Linked DNA regions of Muntiacus reevesi: region 2 is linked to region 1. The links are chromatin contacts, called in public Hi-C maps. All regions are on one chromosome and are shown on one strand. Each heading gives the region's core, a stretch centred on a gene start, on an enhancer-like site or on the middle of the called end of the contact. The rest is flanking DNA. Distances are from core to core; before and after follow the strand shown.

Region 1 (4,606 bases), core at 745-3,244:
ATTTATGAAATTGTCCACTTCCCTGAAACCTCCACAAATAGTGCTAATGATAATAATAAAAATGAGGCCATTTTGGTAAATGAAATTTTCCATCTCTTTAACTTGTCTTTCTTTGGCAAACCTTCCTCCCTTCCATATTTACTGACCGTTTTATTTCTTTGGACAGTAAAAGGGATTATCTGCATGGCTTGGGTTTTAAGGAAAAATTTCTAACCCAGGCCTCATAAAGTTCTGCAAGGTGACAGCATCAGCATACCTAAGGGACTGGCAAAGCTCTCGGTTTTAGCAGAACTGTTGTTCCGTGCTATTTTCCAGCGATTCCTTTGTGTTACTCCTCTTTTTGGCTGCACTGGGTCTTCGTTGCCGCACTCAGGCTTTCTCTAGCTGCAGTGAGCTGGGGCTACTGTCTAGCAGTGGTGCACCGGCCTCTCACTGCCGTGGCTTCTCTCATTCTGGAGCCCAGGCCCCAGAGCTCGCAGGCTTCAGTAGTTGTTGTCCACGGTGTTAGTTGCCTCTCTGCATGTGGGATTTTCCCAGAGCAGGGATTAAACCCATGTCCCCTGCACTGGCAGGCAGATTCTTAGCCACTGGACCACCAGTAAGCCCTCCTATTCTTACTTATTGTTTCTTTTGGTCCCTGTAGTCACAGACCACACTAGAGGGCAGGTGGTTTGTTCAGCAGTTTTTAAACGTATTTGTTTGCTTTGGGGTGCTCAGTTGCTTTAGTCGTGTCCAACTCTGTCACCCCATGGACTGTAGCCCACCAGGCTGTTTTGTCCATGGGATTCTTCAGGCAAGAATACTGGAATGGGTTGCCATTTCCTCCTCCAGAGGATCTTCCCAACCCAAGGATCGAACCTGAGTCTCCTACATTGCAGGTGAATTCTTTACCCACTGAGTCACCTAGGAAGACCCCCCCCTTTTTTTTTTTTTGCTTTATATTTATCTTAATTCCCAGCACTATAGTCCTGCTCACCTAATCAGAGACCAGGCCGCCTGGATTCATGGAAGGCAGGACCTCAGGGTTTTGCAAGATGCAAACAGACAAAGGAAATAGTTACCTGATCAGGCTGAGTGGGGAAACCCAAGCTGTATTCTTTCCTGGCATTTTGAATTCAGGAACAGCTATTCATCATGAGCACTGGTGAGCTCTTGTTCTGATGGGTAGTTTCCTGTGTCTTTGATTTTACCATTGAACGACTGCATCCTCTTTCCAAATACCTTTAGAAAGCTACTGGGTTAGGAGTCATTCACACTTTAGTATTATTTAGTTTTCATATAGCACTTTAATTTTTGTGAAGGCAGTTTCATCACATCTACCCTCTCACTTGTGCTCATGAAGGGGGTGTTATCACTGCTGTCTCCACTATTGAGGATCAGAGAGGCAGAGTGACCTGCCCGAGAACGTGCAGCAGGAAGCATGGACTCCTAATCCAGTGATCTTTGCACTGCCCCAAGGATGCACTAGCTGGGAGCTGAGAGCGAGAAGGCCCCGAGCACTTGCACGGAGGGAGGGTGTGCGTGGGGGGCGGGGGAGTCGGAGGGGGACCCTATGCTCTTTCTCCCTCCCTTTCTTACGGAACCTTGTCTAACTCTGAATCTAGGTTTCCGGAGCCCGAGATCCAAGGCGCATGGTGCAGAGGGAGCAGCTACACACATCCGCAGACCCCAGTATCCAGAAAAGGGGCAGGAGGCAATTAAGGTCTAGGTTAAACCAGCCTATAGAGCCTCCCCTCCTACCCCCCATTTCAGAGACGGACTCCCCACACCCCAGCTCGGCTGAGGCTTCTCGCCGCCGCGGTCACAACCCGGCTCCTCCATCCTGGCCTTCGCGGTCCCTCCTCCGGGCCCCCGGTTCCTCCGCCCCCGGGAGGCCGGACTCTGCCCCCGGCCCGCCTTCCCCCGCCCTCCCGGGGGCGGTGGCCCGTGGCGGGCGCGCTCATTGGCGGCGGCGCGCGCGAGGGCCGGGACCCGCAGCGCTGATTGGCCAGCGCGGCTCGGCGGAGCCCAGGAGCCCGGCGAGTCGCTGGGGGAAGCGGGGCAGAGACCGGGCGCCGCCTGAGCGCAGGGCGCGGATCGCTCAAGTCGGAGCGGATCGGAGTCCGCACGTTGGAGCAGAGGCCTGGAGGTAAGGACCAGGCGCCGGGTCGCGTGAGGCGAGCCCTTGCGCGCGAGCTGAGATGGAATCCTTCGGCCCTGCCCCCCAGGGAGCAAAAACGGGGCATCTTCTCTTAAGAGACCGAGCCCTCATCTTTCTGAGACGCGGGCCCCTCTCCCCCGAAAAGAGAGAGCTGTCCACCGTCCAGAGAACAAAATAGTTTCCTTTTCCCTTCGGAAATGGGCCCTTCCTTCCTGGCCCCCCGGCTCTAAAAATAAGATTGCTTTCCCCACATTCCCCCTTGGAATGGAACGTGCTTCCCTCCGCCCCCAAAGTGGGTTCCAGCCTCCCCGGGTTTCTAGGGCCCATCATTTCTTTGGAGACGCATGCCTCTCCCCCGTCCCTAAAAAACTAAGTTTGGATTCTTCTCCCCACCCTCCCTTCTCAGCTCGGAGATAAAGGGGTGCTTCCTCCAGGAGGGAAAATAAGCCCCTCCCTAAGAGAGGGATATCGCTGGCCAGAGACGCTGCATGTAACCCTCAAGTCCAGTACAGACCTCCCTGTGCACACACGCCCCAACTCAGAAGCTAGACTCAATTCCCTATCTCCCCCCACCCCAACCCCTCTTCATCCATCAGAGAGAGAAGGTTGATTGCCTCGAACACCTTCACACTTAAGGCATTTGGAAGATTACTCCTCTTTCTCAAGATGTAAGAGGAGGGGTTTTCACATTCAGAAACAGGGCAAGGGTTTCGGTCCCCGTCTGGACCAAGCCACACAGCTCACCCCGCCCCTCTGTAACCTTTCACACAATCCCATCCCATTAACTACCCCCTACCCTGTCCTATCTCTCCCACCTCTCTACTCCACCTAATCCCATCTCTCCTTTCCTCTCCCACCGTGGCCAGAGACAAGAGCAGACTGAAACCCTTAGAGCTGGGCTCCTCAGCTAGAGATGGTTCCCGGAGCCTCCAAACTGTCACCAGAGATGGCCTCTGAGGCAGCAGGACCAGTGAGGACCCCCCCCCCCAACACACACACACACACATACACAAAGGACTGTGTTCCAAATATCCTCCCCTGAGACAGCCAACCCCTCTCCTGGAGAAGAGGGTGTCCATGCAGAGAGAAGGGCCCCCACTTGCCTCTTGGGGCTCCCCCTTCCTAGCTCCTGTGGGCATTGCCCGCTGGAATTCCCTAGGCCTTTAGCCAAGAGAGATGCTGCAGGAACCATCCATCGGACTGGCTTTGATGAAGCTGGACTAAGGGACAGGTTGGTGGTGACCTGACAGGGGCAGGGAGCTGCTTTGATCCGGCCGGTCAGAGTAGGGGGTGGCGGCAGAGGAGGAAAAGCAAGGAGCTTTGCTTTGGAGCTGCAGCTGAGAGGTGGAGAAAGGAGAAGTGTGTGTCCCAGACGCCCAAAGAGGTCAGCCCCGAAAAGAGAGAAATGGTGCAATCTGGAGACCTTAGACCTCCCAGGGACTCGAGACCAAAGATCTTGCTCCTTCATTTGACAGTTGAGCAAGCAGGGGCACCAAGACGGGAAGAGACTTGCTCAAGGTCACCTAGCCAGTGGGTGGTGAAGCTGGTCACAGCCTCTCTGGGACTTGTGGGCCGGCAGGGTCCGGAATACTACCTCCCGTCCTCACATTTAGAACCAAGGTAGTTGGGCACCAGGCTCCCCAACTCGTCAGAGGTGGTGCAGAGGCTCTGCCAATGTCACTCCGCTAGGAGGGGACACAGCTGAAACTCGGTGCTCTCCCCCAGCAGGCCGCTGCACAGAATCTATCCCCAGGCCCCTGCACTTCCCCACTCAGCCCATGGCATCGTTTTATTGAGCCAGCTGCCACATCTAGGCTTGCCAGAATCCAGATGGACTCAGGATGGCAAGTGAGATCAGGTGTATTAGTCTGGAGCCGATGCTGCTGCCGGAGTATCTGTTGCAGGCGAGGCTTGCTCCAGGCTCTTTGGACAGCACCCCCCACCCCCGCAAAGGAAGTCACAGCCCCTCCCCCCAGGGGCCCCTCCCTCTCCATCCCTGCCTTTTCCCTGTGCCCCAAGTTCTCTGCTGTCATCTCCCATCCTAGCTCAGAGCCTACTTCTTTTCCTGAGGCATTAAACCCCCACGGAGCAGCAGCAACCCAGTCCCTACAGATGGGAGGGTCTTGAGGTGGGGACTCCCCCCTGCCTCCAGCTGAGGGCTTGGCAGTGCTCCAAGTTGGAGCAGGGATCCAAGTTCAAGGTGCCAAGGAGAAAGTTCACAGTATGAAGGAGAAGCATAGTGCAATGGGGGTTGAGGGATCCATCTCTGCCCCCTCTATTCAGGGTCAGAGCCCAGATTTGCTACTTCGTTTGTGTGTTGGTGAAATTATTAACCTTTCTGCAACTAATTCCCTTAGCACCCTTATTAGGGTAAAATGAGTTCGTCTTGGTAAAGTACATAGCATATGGCAAGTGAGGGGAAGCAGTGATTATGACAAGTCATAAAACCTCTAAACCTGGGTAGGG
Region 2 (4,061 bases), core at 468-2,967, 140 kb after region 1:
CTCTCCCGAGGGGGCCTCCCTCTTTCCCGCCCAGGCCTCAGAGCCCGGCGATGGGCCTGGCTCAGCTCTTCCCGAGCATCTACTCGGGGCCGGGCTTCGCGATGCTACAGGCCCTGTTTCTGCTCTGTTGGGGCTCCGGGGAGGGTGATAAAGACCGCAGTATTGAGAACCCGCGGCCATCAAGGCCGCCCGGGAGAGGCAAACATAGAGGGGATTTGGAGAAGGACCCTGGCCCCGAGGAAGGGGCGCCTGCTTCAAGCCCTACAGGGGCCGTGAGGAAGTCATTCCTGGCAGAGGGGTCTGCAGGGACAGGGAGGGAGGGCGGGTGCCAGAAAGGGGCTGGGACGGTCTGTCTGGGGGAGGGAGATAACAGAAAACTCTGGTGAAGAGTTTAGGACTGAAACGACATCGAGGACATCAACAGGCGATTTTAAGCCCGGGGTTGATTTGAATCTGTTTTTACAAGTTCCCCCTGCGTTCAGGGTAGAGAAGAATATTGGAGGGGCAAGACTGGGAATGAAGAGACCAAGAAATACATATATATTTTAAAAAAGTAAGTAAAAAATGTAACAGTAGCTAAAGCTCCCGCACCCCAGTCCTGGGTCAGCTATCTCCTTTTATTCTCACACACCCCGTTATGGTAGGGAAACTTACATCCCCAGTCTACGGATGAGGAAACGGAGGCTCAGAGAAGTCTTCTATGTTGCAGTGAGACCCTCCCGCCTGTGGGAAAGGAGATCGTGCCTGGAGGGGGCTGAAATCCGGCCCCCCACACCACTCCCAATACATACATCCACTCCAACCCCAGATAAGCTGTTGGGGGCTTCCTTTTTAGAAATCAAAACAAAAAACCGTTGCATTTCCGGCCTGAAAACTTGGGCTGCCAATGAGGCCGGCAGGGAGGGAGCCCGTGGGCGCGGGTGAAGTTTCTCTGCAAGGCCTCCGGGGGCCCCCCCATCCAGACGCAAACACCCCGGGTGAGCGCCCGGCAGCTCCTCCTCCCTAGAGGCGGCCAATCGCACGGCGCCAGGATGTCCCCGCTCCCTCCCCAACCTCCTCGCCAGGCCTGGCAGCGGTCCCACCGCCGAGCCCGCAGCTGGCGCGGCCAGGCCTGGCTGGGGGCTGGCTCCACCTCCCCGAGCGGCGCCCCCGCCCCGCGCGCCTCGCCCCAGCGCCTCGCGAGTCACCCCATCCAGCTCCATCCAGCGAAAGCAAGGGGAGGGGTGGGGGTGGGGGCCCGGGAGGAGGAGAAGAGGGTTTTTTTCCTGCACCAAGAAAACAGGTGGCCAGGCGGGACATGCAACCAGACATCCGCGCCAAATCCCTCGGGCTGTTGCCACACCCACCATCCTCCAGGCGGGGATGAGTAACCCGCGCTGCCCAAACAGGCCACTGCCGCCCGGCCATTTCCGAGGGGCCCAGAAACCCAGCCGGGGAGCTGGAAGACCCTCCAGAGTGGGGATGAATGGGGGGCAGCGGGGGCAGAAGAGGCCGAGGTCCCATGCCGGAGGTTCTTGGGCCTCCCTCGGGGCGAGGGCACCCCCACCACGCCCTTTCTGGGGTCTCCGGAGAAGCTGCCTACCTGACTATCCGCTTCGCTCCACCAGGCGCTCAGCTCCAACTGCGGGGAACCGAGCTGGGGAGGGGGCGTGGTTGGCAGGGCGGGCTTGCCGCGCCCGCCCCTGGCCCCGCCCCCTGGAGCTCTCGGCCAATGGGGCCGCGGCCTCGAGGAGGGGCGGGGCGGGCGGGACCAGTCCCTACGGGACCTTTGTGTCCGCGCGCGGGACTGGCGGGAGCGCGGGGCGCATGGCCTGGGGTGGGTGGGTGGGGGTGGCCCGGGCCCTCGTCTGTGCTGCACACCCCCGGCCGGAAGTCTCCCGTGAAAAAAGGAGAGCATCTGGTCGTCGCGCCCGAGCGAGTCCCTCCCCACGCCGACGGCGTCGGATTTGGTCCCCGACTCGACCTTCGCTCCAGAATCCGGATGGACCCCGGGCACCTCCTCCGTTTTAGCAGAAAGAAAAAGATACAAGAATGACGAGAAGGGATGAAGAGAGTGGCCGAAGGGAGAAAAAGCAAACCAAAAAAATGCAAAGAAAGAAAGAACAACAGCGAAACTGGGAGAACTGATTTCGTTCCTTTTGTTTTGTTTTCAGTCTCTGCTCCTTGAGTCCTCCGCGTCTGCAGGTAAATGAACTTACTCCCATCTTACAGGAGGGAAAACCGAGGCAAGACAGGTGACCCACCTCCTCACACCCAGCAAGTCAGAGCAGTCCCTGAAACGAAGCTCAACCCTGGATGGAGGCTCCGGCTGGTAGTTGAGGGGCGGCATGCGGGGAGGGATGCTCTTAAATGTCTGGGACAACAGGGTCTAGGGACTGGGGTGGCACAGGGGTCCTTCCTGGAACCCACCAACTCTCCCTGCCTCTCTTGTATAGTCAGGTTAGGGGTTCCCTGGAGAAGAACACAAGCATGCTTCCTTGACATAAGAGAAGCTAGTTTTGGCCTAAACTGTTTTGTGATCTGAAGCCTAGCCACAGTGTTTGTTCTTTAACCGGGCTTGGTATTAATGATTTTAAGGGAAGTGAAGGAATGCAGGAGCAAGGGGAAAAACAGTCAAGAAACAATTCAGCCATAAAACAGACACCTCCTCAAAGGTATGATGAAGATGTTGACCTTCCTGGTATCTATCAGCTAAAACTTGGCCTCTGTTGACCTTTGCCCGAATTTGATGCAGTACTGTCCTCTGCTCAAGCCCCTTCATGAATAGGCATGTACACTTAGCTTAAAACTTCCCCAGGACTTCCCAGATTGTCCAGTGATTATAACTCTGATCTTCCGGAAGGTCAGGAATTAAACAGACAGAAGGACATTCCTGAGAGTGATGAGAGCATGTGCAAAGGCCCTGAGGTGGGAAGGAGTGTGGTGGGGCTAAGAGAGAGAGAAAAGGGAGCATGGGGTCAGAATGCGCTAAATTCAAGGGTCTCAATTAGGGACTGAGGGCAGCCAGGAAAAAGCTTAAGGCAGGTGTGAGTGGAGACTCCTCCCTCCAAAGTGTGTCTCATGTCCGCCCACTTGTACCTATTTCTTCCCCCCATGACTTGAACCTCTCCCATCTCACCAGGAGCAGCAGCCTCCACCCAATTGCTCTACCTTCCCCCTAACATCCATGCCCACGCTCCAATTTTCTTTGCAGCAGGCAGAATGAGCTTTCTCAAGCATTTATAAAGTCAACCATTGTTAAAGAAAAGATCACTCATGACACTTGTTAAAACGGTAAGGCAGACTTTGTTCAGGACTATCAGGATAAGTTAGGGACCATCAAAAAGCGAGGATGGTTTTGGCACAGATTGGGCTCAACTCCAAATGCAGCAGGGAAAAGTGGAAAGTTATAGCCAAAGTGGGTTGGAAGCACGATGGATGGAAAATTACTAGGGAGAAAAAAACATCACGGGTCAAGGATGGTTCTAGATAAACTAGCTAGCTAGGATTCTTGCTGAAGGCAGGTCAAGGTGATCAGAAATCACCTCCCCCTACACAGCCACATCTCCCCCACTAGCAACATCCGCACTAGTAACATTTACTGGTTACTACTGACAACTGAGGTATCATTATCACCTGCAGCAACAGGAGGGCCCACCAGTTCCACATGGTCAATTCAGTGAAACTTTTTTTTGCTGCTTCTGGGGATTTTGCCCAGCTGATAAGGTTAGACAAATATTCTGGGGCATTTCCTGTTTCCTTCTAATTCTTCCATCATTTTGAAGAGTCACTATATCTTCGGGATGTTTTGGTGAGCGGGGCAAGTGACCCCAGCCAGCTGTGCTGGGCTAGGATTGCAAGCTCTGGGGCCAGATTGTGGGTGAACTTAGCTCTACCAGCATCTGGATCTGGGAACACTTTCTTCCCCTGCATCTTCTCAGGCTGCTTCATTCTGGTCATTACAGCTCACCGAGGGGACCGTCCATCCACCCTGAACTAAGTGCGTGCCCACCACCAGTCTGTCCCATCACCCATGGTTACCATTCACCCTTCACCCCATGTGAATATTGTCAACTACAAAT

Evidence for each region. A called contact is a pair of places that touch in the nucleus more often than the background predicts.
Region 2: a contact with region 1 is called in a Hi-C map of blood, with 5 times the contacts expected there. The contact joins the promoter of CARHSP1 here to the promoter of ABAT in region 1. A contact is called at or near these places in 2 of 3 Hi-C or Micro-C datasets (blood and muscle).

What each region holds. Positions count from the first base shown.
Region 1 is chr2:186,711,229-186,715,834 of mMunRee1.1, forward strand. ABAT (4-aminobutyrate aminotransferase) reads left to right here and starts at 1,995. Exons shown (of 17, transcript XR_010661626.1): 1 at 1,995-2,128.
Region 2 is chr2:186,846,577-186,850,637 of mMunRee1.1, forward strand. It overlaps CARHSP1 (calcium regulated heat stable protein 1), which reads right to left and starts at 1,718. Exons shown (of 4, transcript XM_065924310.1): 1 at 1,583-1,718.